Regions from separate parts of the Sus scrofa genome. Here region 1 is linked to region 2. Evidence: chromatin contacts called from public HiChIP or PLAC-seq data. All regions are on one chromosome and are shown on one strand. The core of a region is the stretch at or near the end of the contact, and the rest is flanking DNA. Distances in the headings are between cores, read along the strand shown.

What was found. HiChIP or PLAC-seq counts read pairs in DNA pulled down with a chosen protein or histone mark.
Region 1: a contact with region 2 is called in an H3K27ac HiChIP or PLAC-seq map of skeletal muscle, with 3 times the contacts expected there. The contact joins two enhancer-like sites. A contact is called at or near these places in 2 of 2 datasets of contacts at active chromatin or transcription factors (alveolar macrophages and skeletal muscle).

The regions. Positions count from the first base shown.
Region 1 is chr8:72,646,136-72,652,576 of Sscrofa11.1, reverse strand. It overlaps SEPT11 (septin-11), which reads right to left. Exons shown (of 11, transcript XM_021101474.1): 4 at 4,623-4,818. The coding sequence starts at 4,789. Among named protein-coding and RNA genes, the nearest start is that of CCNI, 70 kb to the left of the region's middle. Within about 2 kb of position 1,981, at least 52 of the 83 cell types and tissues checked have an H3K27ac peak or open chromatin away from gene starts, as enhancers often do. A contact at or near this core is called in skeletal muscle, where this site is marked.
Region 2 is chr8:71,894,355-71,900,073 of Sscrofa11.1, reverse strand. All of the region lies in intron 1 of SCARB2 (scavenger receptor class B member 2), which reads left to right. Among named protein-coding and RNA genes, the nearest start is that of SCARB2, 13 kb to the left of the region's middle. Within about 2 kb of position 4,228, at least 16 of the 83 cell types and tissues checked have an H3K27ac peak or open chromatin away from gene starts, as enhancers often do. A contact at or near this core is called in skeletal muscle, where this site is marked.

The sequences.
Region 1 (6,441 bases), core at 732-3,231, 750 kb before region 2:
CTGTATGTCGTTTCCTTGGAAAAATCACATTTATTCCTACACTGCACTTAAACAGATCTTCCACCCAAGTTTCAGACCAATTCACCCAAATGCTTACCAGATACTAGCATTTGCTCTTCTAACTAAATGTGTGCAAAATCAAACTCTGCCTCTTGTCCCCAAACCTACACTCACCCACACTCCTCAGCTCCGCAAATGGCGCCTCCATCTATACCACTGGCCGGTTCAGAACCCTGGGGTCCACCCGGAGACCCCCTCGCTGCCTCCCACACTTCGAGCAAGAAATCTCATCCATTTACCCCCTGTGTCACTATAAACAAATCGATGTCTTACAGGAGAACTATTTACCAAAATCATTATTCCCTGTGTTCAAGATTTAATCATGTTGATGAAATAGTTTCTTCGTGATGAATGAGGAGTCAGCCCAGTGGCTCTGTCCTTCCCTTCACATCCTTTAAACACAACTCTCTGCCTTCTCTCCTACTCCTGTCTGCTTGTCAGCTACATTCAAAGTCATAAAGATAAGGGATCGTCATTCCCATTTTGCCCTTTGCTGGTTTCCATTCTTACAGCAAGGATACCTATCTCTATTCTGTTTGCCCAATTCCAACTTCTCTGGATTGTAGCCCCATCAAGCAGAGGAAGGGGGTGGGGGTGGGGTGCCAATCAGATCTAGTCCTTACATTTTCACACAATCTCCTTTTAAGGCATGAGGATATTCCTTTTACCCACCACTTTTTCTTGCCCCCATGAATCTCCCACCATAAAAACTACAAAAAATTGGGAGTTCCCATTGTGGCTCAGTGGTGACAACCTTGATTAGTATCCATGAGGATGAGGGTTCAATCCCTGGCCCCACTCAGTGGGTTAAGGATCTGGCCTTGCCATGAGCTGCGGTGTAAGTTGCAGATGCGGCTTGGATCTGGCATTGCCATGGCTGTGGTGTAGACCGGCAGCTGCAGCACTGATCTGACCCCTAGCCTGGGAACTGCCATACGCTGCAAATGCAGCCCTAAAAAGCAAAAAAAAAAAAAAAAAAAAAAAAAAAAAAAAGAAAAAAAAAGAATGTGTGTATATACATATACATATATGGATGACTGGGCCACTTTTCTGTACAGCAGAAATAGAACATTGTAAATCAACTATAGCAAAAAATTAAAAAATAAAATAAAAATTGAAAAAAAATAAAGAGCAAACAGTCCACTCCATTACCATTTTACAACTCTGATGAAGACTTGGTGAGTCTGAGGATTCTCTCAGTGGATTTCAATCATCCATGCTTTTCAGGGCTGATTATCTTATATTTTGTAATAATGCCACTGATGCCCTGTCTCCCAAATGTGGGGCACATGAATTCTCTTTCAAGCACTGGGGCAAAACTTGGTTCCTCTTTTGGCCCAGATCTCTTTCCTTCCTCACAGAAGAGTACAGACATCAAAACAAGGAGGCCCTTAGACCACAAAGAGTTAATGGTGCTCTTAAGCAAAACAGGAGACCTCACCAGATCGCTCTTCCTGCCTCCATCTAGCTAGCCTGGTCCCAGGCAGATAATGATGCAGGAATGCTGACATGTCTGAAGCCTACATAAACAAACTGGGACATTCTTGAAGTCTTGCATCGATGGCAGAAAAGCTTGCCTAATCCCCAAAGTAGTAAAAATAATCATGGGTTTAGAGAAACAGCATCCTTCCCTTATGTTTACATATTGATACAAAAATGCAGATCTCCCTTCCAATTTTTGATGGAAGCAGACCCTGTCTGAGTAATGACTTTTTTTAGCAGTGGTCATGTGGGTTAATAGTCAACCGTGTCACCAGTCCTTCTGGGGCACAGGGTACGAAATGCCACTTACAGAAGTTATGCAACAGCTGTCAAGAAATTTCAGGAGAAAAAAAAAAATTTGGTATCTAGGTTAGGTTAATATCACACTTCCTCTCTTCTAAGTTTCCTTGGAAACTATTATTTGCCCTGAATGAGTCAGATAATTTCTTAAAGAAGCCTCCAGCTGCATATATGTGGCTCCACACCGCACTGGCCACCTGCTGTTCCGGGCTGGCGAGTGAAAACCTACCAGACTGCAGGAAAGTCCCCGTTTAGGGGAGAAGTAAAATTGCTGCGGCAGTGCTGAGGCCACGACTCTGTGCTGGGACAGCTCGTGGGATCTCAGCAGCAAAATGCCAGAGGGCAGTTCTCACTCCTGCAGGAAGGCAGCCTGGGAAGGTCAGGCCGCTGTCTTCCCATCAGGGAGTGCACGACCCCAGGGAGAAACAGGCGCAGGTCAGAGATGCAGACCTGACTGTGCAAGGACCGGGAGCCCTGGCTCCCTCCCTGGCTCCCACAATGCACTGGGGCTCTTCTGCTTGTCACCGGGCTCTGTCTTCATCTGTTTCACTGGGCATTAGAAACAGCCTTCAGGCAGGCATCGGGGTCATAAATTAAGATCAACTGCTCAGCTGCAGGGGCTGAGCTTAGCTGTCCCCCGCTCCAACACAATGTACAGACAGTCCATTTTGACAGATGCAAAATAAAATCCTTCTTACTCTGGCTAACAATTGCTCCTGTTACTACAGGCCAATGTGTATGGAAGAGCACTGAAATTGTTCTATAGATAAAATACAGTTCAGTGCTTAGCTAGAGCATGACTTAAATATTTCTCTGTCATTACTGTGTACCCATATATTTATATCAAAAACAGTTAAAATTTTATCTAGCTAATACACAGCTCTGGATAAAAATACTTCAAATTCCTCTTTACAAAACACACACATACACATGTTTTGAGGAAAATGAAAACAAACAAACAAACCTGTACTAATGAAATTTCTGAGCCCTAAGCAAACATAATGTAACTCAATGATCTGATGTCTTAGTCCCCTTAAGTGGTCACTGAACAAAAATGTCTCTGGAAGCCTCCTTCTGGAATTATCTTTGAGCAAGGGACAATTTCATTGTAACTCTCTCAAACTTCTTTTAAGAATGAATGGAGATACTTAAAATATATTTAAAATAACCATGAGATAGGATGGGTGATCTTGAGATTAACATATGGGTGTGTACCAGGAAGTTTTAAGGATTAGCAGCTTTCCTCAAATAAGGGCATACAGCAACTTCAGAGGAAAAAAGTCAAACTTGCTTGACTTTATACACTGAGTACGTATGTTTTTATACAAATAAAGCCTCACCATATTATCTTATCATAAGATCATCTGTGAGTTTATGTAAGGCAGCTTTAGTGAATGACTACACAAGACTGACTCACAGCTAATGGCTTCTCTCCTCAAACTACTAGACCAGAATTCTGAAAAGATATTTTCTTTCTTAAGCAGGTTAAAGATGTCTTTCTGCCACAGCGACACAGAAGTTTGTTGTACGCATTATCTAATTCGCTTACCAAGCCCTCTCTGGATAGAGAGTGACCTGAATTCCTCAGTAGGCTGCACTCAAACCACCATCATTATTCAGACTCAATGTGGCCATTCTGCGCCCAGCGGGCCACCCAGCTCCAAGCAGCCTACAGGAAGATGGAGACAATCCACAAAGGCCTCACAGTGCTGGCACCACGGCATCAATATTAAGATCCTGCGCTGGCTGGAAATGAATGACGATTTCTTCCAAAAATCTTTATCTTTCATAAAAATGCTTTCTTCGCTCTGGGATTTTAGAAGCCGATACCACTGTTGCCAAAGGCACCAAAACACAGCCAAACTCTCTATTATTACCACACCCTTCCTCCAGGCTTCCTGAGACCTCACCTAAGAAGAGAAGAGACCTAAGAACTAGTGTAATTCCCTTAGGGGCGAGAGGGCCCGCAGCTGGTCATGGGCAGAACCCAGACCGCAACCCAGTCTCCTCAATCCCAGGCTGTGGCTTCTTGGGCAAAATCATGTCCACTTGGAGACTTCATTCAGCTCTGTAGGAATCTGGGGATTAATTCAAATATCCCGATCCGCTGCAGAGACGAGGAGAGCACGGCAAATGCTCATTCCAAACTCCTTTTACTTTTTCATGCCCCCCCCCCCTTTTTAACCCCAGCATTAATAACAACAAAACCCAGAAACCACACTTCCTGGACTCCCTTGCAGCCAGTGTTCTGGATGTGGTCTGCTTTCTGTCAAACAGATGCAGGGAGTGACCCACACAAGGCAGAGACCACAACACAGGGAAAGGGCTTCTTCTTGCAAGCAAGGGTGAAAGCATCTGGTTCATAGTGGGGGGGCAGATTGGTGGAGATTCTAGAGACCTGCCCCAGCATCACAGGCACGGAACTATATAAGTTAGCTGGTGGCAGGAGTTTCGGTAACCATAGGTAATTTCTCTAGATTGCTTTTCCAGGAGGGGAAGCCCTCAAACCTAGCTCTGTAACTCCTGGAAAAATGTCATAAGCTAGCTTATTCCTTCAAACAAATCGCTTTTCTGCTTACAGTAGCTGGAATCAGTCACATGAGCTGATTCTGACCTGAAGAACACTCTAAGAAAATTTCTCAGAGGACAAGAATGTCTTATCTTTTAGGGGACAGGAGACTAAGCCCCATAACTTGCGAACCCTTAGTCTTTGCCTTTACCCAGGATGGGTCCTGTTACCTTCTCATCCATTTATATCCCCTCGAAACCCCTAGATGTACCTGTCATCCTTATTTATCTGGTCTCCGAAGCCCACGGTGTCCACGATGGTTAACTTCAGCCGCACGTTGCTTTCCTGAAGCTCATAACTTCTGGCTTTTAACCGGACACCCGGTTCATTGTGAGTAGCTGGGTCACTTTCAAATTTGGTGTTGAATAAAGTGTCCATTAGCGTGGATTTGCCAATGCCCGTCTCGCCTGCATGACCACAAGAAGAAATCAGAGAATGTGTCGATGCCTCTGAGACATGAGTTCACGTCATTGGCAGTTTTTCACAATCACGCCTGTAACATTTCTTTGCAAAGTCAGGATCCTCAGAAATCCCATTACAAAAGGATGTTCTTTCCATGTGAGATCGCTAGAATAACTCCCTAGAAATGCCTTAGTGAATTTCAAAAACCACTGAGCAGAAAAGATCTTGAGCTTACAGATCAAGATGATCTTCTTTACCCCAGAAGAGACATGCAGAACCTATCAGCTTGCCTGTGGTCAGTCTGTGGTCAACACAAAGACATAAAGCGTAGCTCTTCCTTGTTGGCGTGTAAAACTGTATCACTTTAAAAAAAAAGTCTATATTGCCGAGTTCCTAGGAAAGTTACAAAGACAGATGCAATTTCTAATGAATTATCTGATACCATCTAATGTTGCGAAAAAGAATTCCATTTTTCAAAACAACACTCTTGACAAAGAACAGTGATAGTAACAAACCCAGCTGCAGGTGCTGAGCTTTTCCTCTGTGCCAGGTCCAGAGCAGAGCTTCTCATGCACGGTCTCAATGAAACCCCGGTTCTGGGAGCTCCTGGTGCGGCTCAGAGGGCTAAGAACCCGACTAGAAGTATCCGTGGGGCCACAGGTTCAACCCTTGGTTTCACTCAGTGGGTTAAGGATCTGGCATTGCCACGAGCTGCAGCATAGTTTGCAGAGGAGGCTTGGATCTGGTGTTACTGCAGCTGTGGCATAGGCCAACAGCTGCAGCTTCAATTCAACCCCTGGCCCAGGAACTTTCATATGCTGCAGGTGCAGCCCTAAGAAGAAAGAAACCAATCAACCAAGTACTAACTCTCATGAAGTAAGTACTACTGTATCCTTACTTTTACAGATGGGTCATTAAGGCTTAGACAAAGTGTAAGTAACCTGCCTAACTTCACACTGTTCAGCGGCAGAGCCGGGGTTCTAACCCAAGACTGTGTGGTCCTAACACGTACACCGAACCAACACAACATCCTGACTGTACTGTTACAGAGAAAACCGACCACCTAATGTTTTTCGTGATCGTCATGAAAATCTTTCATATTATCTCCTTTCATAAATATCTCCATATCATTTCATTTTTGCTTCCTTATTCAGCAGGTATCAAGCATTTGTTAGATTTCCCAGTTTCAGGCTGGGAAATGTTTGTGACAATGAAACTGGATGATGTTCAATGACCTGCCACAATGGCCTCATAAATCACACTGGTCATTCAAGTCAGTAAGTGCTCACTGAGCCCCTAACACACGCAAAGCAGAGTGGCCCGTACCTAGCACCCCTCTACTGATCACATGGTAAGACCCAACTGTGGAGCCATGGAGAGCTCGAACCTGGCCTTCGAAATAAGACCCAGAAAAAATTTATCTTAATTCCAATTCTTAGGTTGAGTCAAAAACAGCTGGCCATAATAAGAATGAACCCACCCTTGTCGGTGGTAGAGATGGTGGTGGTTGTGTGTGATGGAACAAAGAGGGGGGCAAGAAGCAGAAACATCAGCCACAGAAAAGCCTTTTCTTAAAAATCTGGAAATTTTCCCAATTAGGTTTTTAGCTCAATGTAAACATGTTGATA
Region 2 (5,719 bases), core at 2,979-5,478:
GTAATCATTACTCTTGCAAGTCCCATTTTGAGAAATTGCTTGTATTACTCTACGTCTGATACGCCACAGTAATGGAAGGAAGAGGAGACGTAGATATCAATGGGAGATGAAGACATCACTTATTTCATCTTTGAGAGATAAAATCATGACCAAACAGGTTGTAAAATAATAAGACTGGCTCCACAAGTTACACACAGAACCAGGCATTGTTGTCATGGCTACACTTATTATTTATCCTCATCTTAAAATCCCTTTGTTTTTAAGGGCTGCACCCATGGCATATGGAGGTTCCCAGGCTAGGGATCGAATCGGAGCTGTAGCTGGCAGCCTACACTATAGCCACAGCAACGTGGGATCTGAGCCTCGTCTGTGACCTACACCACAGCTCACAGCAACACTGGATCCTTAACCCTTGGACCAAGGGCCAGGGATCAAACCTGTGTCTATGATGGGAACTCCTTAAAATCCTTTTTATCATCCACTCTTTCAACCACTCCCCCCCTCCCCACCCCATATTTTCTCAATTTTCACCTGGTCCTTTTTTTTTTTTTTTTTTTTTTTTTTTTTTGCTTTTTAGGGCTGCACACACAGCATATGGAAGTTCTCAGTCTAGGGGTCAAATTGGAGCTGCAGCTGCCGGCCTACACCACAACCACAGCCACAGCCACACCAGATCCTTAACCCACTGAACGAGGCCAGAGATCGAACCCACATCCTCATGGATTCCAGTCAGGTTCGTTACTGCTGAGCCATGACAGGAACTCCCCTCATGTGGTCCTTTTGATTAAATGTCCATCTAGTTGCTCTTTTTTTTTCCCCCCTTTGGCTGGCAGTTTTCAACTTTGGTTTCACATTTGTGATTACCTGGAAGCATTTAAAAAGTATTCTAGTGGGTGTTTTGTAGCAGGAGCTTTTTTGGGCTCGCTGTTCTGCTCTCTTGTCCTGTATGTGATTTATAGACAGGGTAGCAGCTTACACATGAACTAACATTTGAAACTCAACTGTCAGATCTCATTAGCTGAAATTATTGGAGTTGCATTTAAAGCAGAATGCGTTCGATAACAGTGACCTCTTTTTAAAAAGCCATTGCATTTGTTCCCAAGTTAAAATAAGGTCAGAGAATAGGGTAGAATGTTAGTGGCAGCTTAGTTCTTTTACCTCGAGAGAATTTAAAAAGGTAAATAATGCAAATTACTTACATTGCTATAAGAGTCTGCAATGAGTTTGCTTAATTTCAGGAAGATACATTTAAAATAATGCAAACCAATTGGTGTTTTGATAGTTGGTGAGTTTTAGTCATCTGGAGTCCAGTGAGAATATCCACATGCTCTTAGATCAGGTTTTCAAAGTTGGTCTGTGTCATTCTGGGTGAATGTAGACCATGTAGACGGCAACCTGAATGCTGAATTTGTGTTTCATTATTAAGTAGCACTTTGTTGAGCTAAAAGAACAACCAGGCATACTCTTCAGGGCTGAAAGTTTCCTTAAAGTATTACTTACTCCCATCAAAGCCTAATGCAATTCCCTGAGTGCTTATTTTTATTCTTTGGATATGGCTTATACCAGGACAGCTGGCTCAACAGCCCTCCTGTGCTACCTTCCAGAAAGATCAGGCTGGCTTGGGCATCATGTCTTGTGGCTCTACCAAGTCATGTCACCTGTCAGCAGAAGCAACTAATGCAGGGAGTTCTCTGATGGCCTGGTGGGTTGAGGCTCCTGCGTTCTCACTGCTGTGACAATGGTTGCTGCTGTGCGGTGTAGGTTCAATCCCTGGCCCAGGAATTCCCACATACTGCCTGTATGGCAAAAAAGAAAAAAAATACAAAAAAAAAAAAAAAAACCCAAAAAACTCAAGAGAGAGCCTGAAATAAACACTGCAACTCTCATTAAAAAAAAAAAAAAAGTTTAAAATAAATACATAAATAAATAAAAATTAAAAAAAAAAGAAGCAACTAATGCAGCCTGTACCTGGGAAAGGTGGGCAGTTGAGCATCGCTGGTGTTCAAAGGGCCTGCGGGGAATGACAGAGGATGGCAGGTGACGGGCGGGGTCAGATCATGGCACGGTTTAGCACGGCAGGTCAAGGACTTTGTCTTCTCCTGGGAGCAGTGGGGAGCATGTCTTCCCTGATAAGCAGTTTCGATGGAACTGTCTGAAAGCTGAGGTGGGTAAGGGCTTTGGAGGGAACAAGACGGGAGAGAAGTAAACAGTTAGGAGAATCCCTGGTATCTAGTTACCTAGTAGGTATTCAATATTACTTTATGCTGAACAGTATTGCCACCGTCCATGGGGCGATGAAATGAGCTTAGGAACAGAAGTGGAGAAGAGGAGGTGGAATCCGTAGGACTGAGTGATTGATTAGAGGAGAAAAATCCTAAGGCCCGTTTTTGATCACATTGATGGTGAGCCTATAAGGTATCCAGATGGAGATTTTTGGATGGAGCCATTCAATTGAAATGATCCAAATAATTTCATGCATCAAAGAAAAAGAAAAAAAAAAAAAAAAAAGGTGTTCCTGTCATGGAGCAGTGGAAATGAATCCGACTACAAACCACGAAGTTACGGATTCGATTCCTGGCCTTGCTCAGTGGGTTAGGGATCTGGCATTGCCGTGAGCTGTGGTGTAGGTTGCAGATGTGGCTCAGATCCTGTGTGGCTGTGGCTGTGGTGTAGGCCAGTAGCTACAGCTCCAATTCGATCCCTAGTCTGGGAACCTCCATATGCTGTGGGTGCAGCCCTAAAAAGAAAAAAAAAATAATTTCAGGCATCAGCCTTCTTTGGGCCTTGCACATAAAAGTTCACTGTTATGCGGATATCAATTTTGTGTCCTCAGCAAAATGTCTTCTTGAGAACAGGGCCTATGCTCATTGGGCACAGAGAAAGCACTCAGTATATACATATTGGCTAGTTAATGAAAAAGTTCAGTGTTTCAGTCCAAATGATGAATTTGGCTGTTGACACTGCAGATTCATCACCCAGCATGACCATCTTTCCAGTATTTCTTTTGATGGTAGTGACACAATAGTATGCTTGGAATAATTCATTATGCTCTGCAGTATCCCAAGTCACATGATACAACTGATTTGGGACCTTTCTCTGATTTTTAATTTTGTATAGGTGGACAGCTCTCTGGCTACAGGTTGTCTAGTGGCCCAGAAAGGTCTCAGAGCCCAAATGATGGTTCCTCCACAGTTTCATGGTCTCTTGGGGGTAGGTTGCCAGAATAAAAGAGAGGATGCCTAGTTAAACTTGAATTTCAGATAAGCAATGAATAATAGTTTAATGAGTACATCTGTGAAATATTTTGATTCGCTTCAAACTTCATTTCAACATTCAGTTATTAGCATCTTGCTATAGTGACTGCAACTCTCTCGCAAATGCTTTTCCTTGACTTATTTGAATGTAACTTGCACACTTCGCAACAGTTTGCCTCTGAATCCCTTAGCACTTAATCCTAAGAATGAAAGCATTTTTTAAAAAATATAACAATGCAATATTTGGGACATCCTTGGGCATCCTGTGTTTTTATTCAGTAAATCGAACAGCTCTGCCCTGGGGGTTGTGGCTGCTAGACTGGCCAAGCATGGGCTTTGCCAACCCACAGACCAGGACTCAGTGGGATTTGACTTGACTTACTGGCTCTGTGGGTGGAGGAAAGCTACCATTTCCTTATCTGCAAAATGGGATTTTTTTTTACCTTACAGGGTCCGTGTAAGGCTTAGAGATCCTGAGCCTAAGGCCCTAGCACTGCACCTGACCCCTAGAGACTTTCAGTATGTAGCAGCTGCCATGGTAGTAATAACAGTTGCCCTTCTCTGAGCTGAATGTCAGGGGAAGGAGATAAAAATAAAGACGCAATTGTTTTAGAAATGTTGGCAGCTGTATTTATAAACTCGCTTCTGTTCTCTCATTCCCTGTCCCTACTTAGTGTACACACACACACAAACACACACACACACACACACACACACACACACACATACACACACACACCACACACCATCTATTCTGGGATTTATTGTGGGTCCCTTGACAAACATCCAGCCATTTGGGGTGGAAGAAAAAAGATACATTAAAGGTGCAGGAAAAGCCAACCCTCTTGAGAGCAAGATTTGAATGGAATCAGAGGTGGTGTGAGACTTGTTTGGGTGTTGACTCCACTAAGAGTGACCAGGGAGAGGCCGATGATGGGGGTAGAAGCAGGCAGTGAGGAGAACCCGGGGTGGTAACAGCATCTGCTCTCAGTGTGGCTCCGGCAGGCTGTTGGGATCGTTGTTGCTAGGTTTTTCATGTGCTTTGTTTAGTGAAGGACTCCAACTGTTTATTTCTGCCTTGAAACTTCACCATGCTCAACTTGAAACTTGGAGGAACAAGTTCAAGTCAGACTGTCAGGAGAACAGCCAGTTTTACCCTCCCTTCTGGAAGGGATTGTGTCTTCCTCCTTTCTGGAAACTCTTCCTCTGTCTTTGGATTTTTTTTTTTTTTTTTTTTTTTTTTTTGCCTAAAAGCTGGATACAAATCAGGCAAGAAAAACTTGGGCAGTTAACCATCTGTTCTTTCACACCACCTGGCTCTTTTGGGGTTTGTAATCCTGAAATCATGTTCTTTACTTGAATAAGTAAATGAGGTTGCAAATCCTTTCTTTTTTATTGAAGCGTAGTTGATTTACAATATTGTATTAGTTTCAGGTGTACAGCAATTTGGTAATATCTATACATGTATATTTCTGCATTCTTTTTTTAGTTCTTTTCTATGATAGTTTCTCACAAGCTAGTGAATAGAATCCCCTGTGCTAGATAGTAAATCCTTTTTGTTTTCTATTTTGTATATGGTACTATGTATCTGTTCATCTCATACGCCCAATTTATCCCTTCCCATACCCCCTTTCCCCTTTGGTAACCATAAATTTGTTTTCTGTGTCCATGACTCTGTTTTGGTTTCATCACTAAGTTCATTTGTACGATTTTTTAGATTCCACGTATAAGCGATATATAATATTTATCGTTCTCTGACTTTTCACTTAGTGTGATAATCTCTCAGCCCATCCATGTTGCCGCAGCAAATCCTTTCGCACTCCACACACCGTGATGCTCATCATGAAAAGTGGGTGAGGAATACAGGGTCAAATCAACCCTCCTGACAACGACAGGAAAAGAAACGCTGTGAAGCGCAGTGTTGGGGATGGGGCCCTTGGAGCTCGGGAGGGAGAACTGGCCCCAGCGGACGAGGCATCAGCATTGCTCTTGTGTCACTGGGACCGAGGAGAAGCCTAGATGAAGTTAATTCTCTGTTTCCCACACATTCTGCTTCCCCCTGGGGTCTATGCATACATGTCATAGAATCTGAGTTTCTTTCCTAGATTTTCACTTTCTTAAAAAAGATAAAGGAACAAGTATTTTTTTCTGCTCACAGAAGCCATTTATTTCTGATGTGAGAAAGATCCAAACAATGCAGAGAACCATCACAGAGGAATGGAGATGCACAGAGATGAGTGCTGTTAGTTGTTTAGTATAGAGGCTTAGAGCTTTGGAGGGTAACTGAAAGATTGAAATTGTGAAATTATATGTTCATCCCCCTGCGATGCTTTCATGCTTGGCATTTTATCTGCGGGTCTTGTCCACACTTACGTATATTTCTCATTGTCTGCTTTTGCCATTTAACATTCATAATGAGCATGTTTCTTATTTCTGTGTAGTTTTATAATTCTGATGTTGGCTTT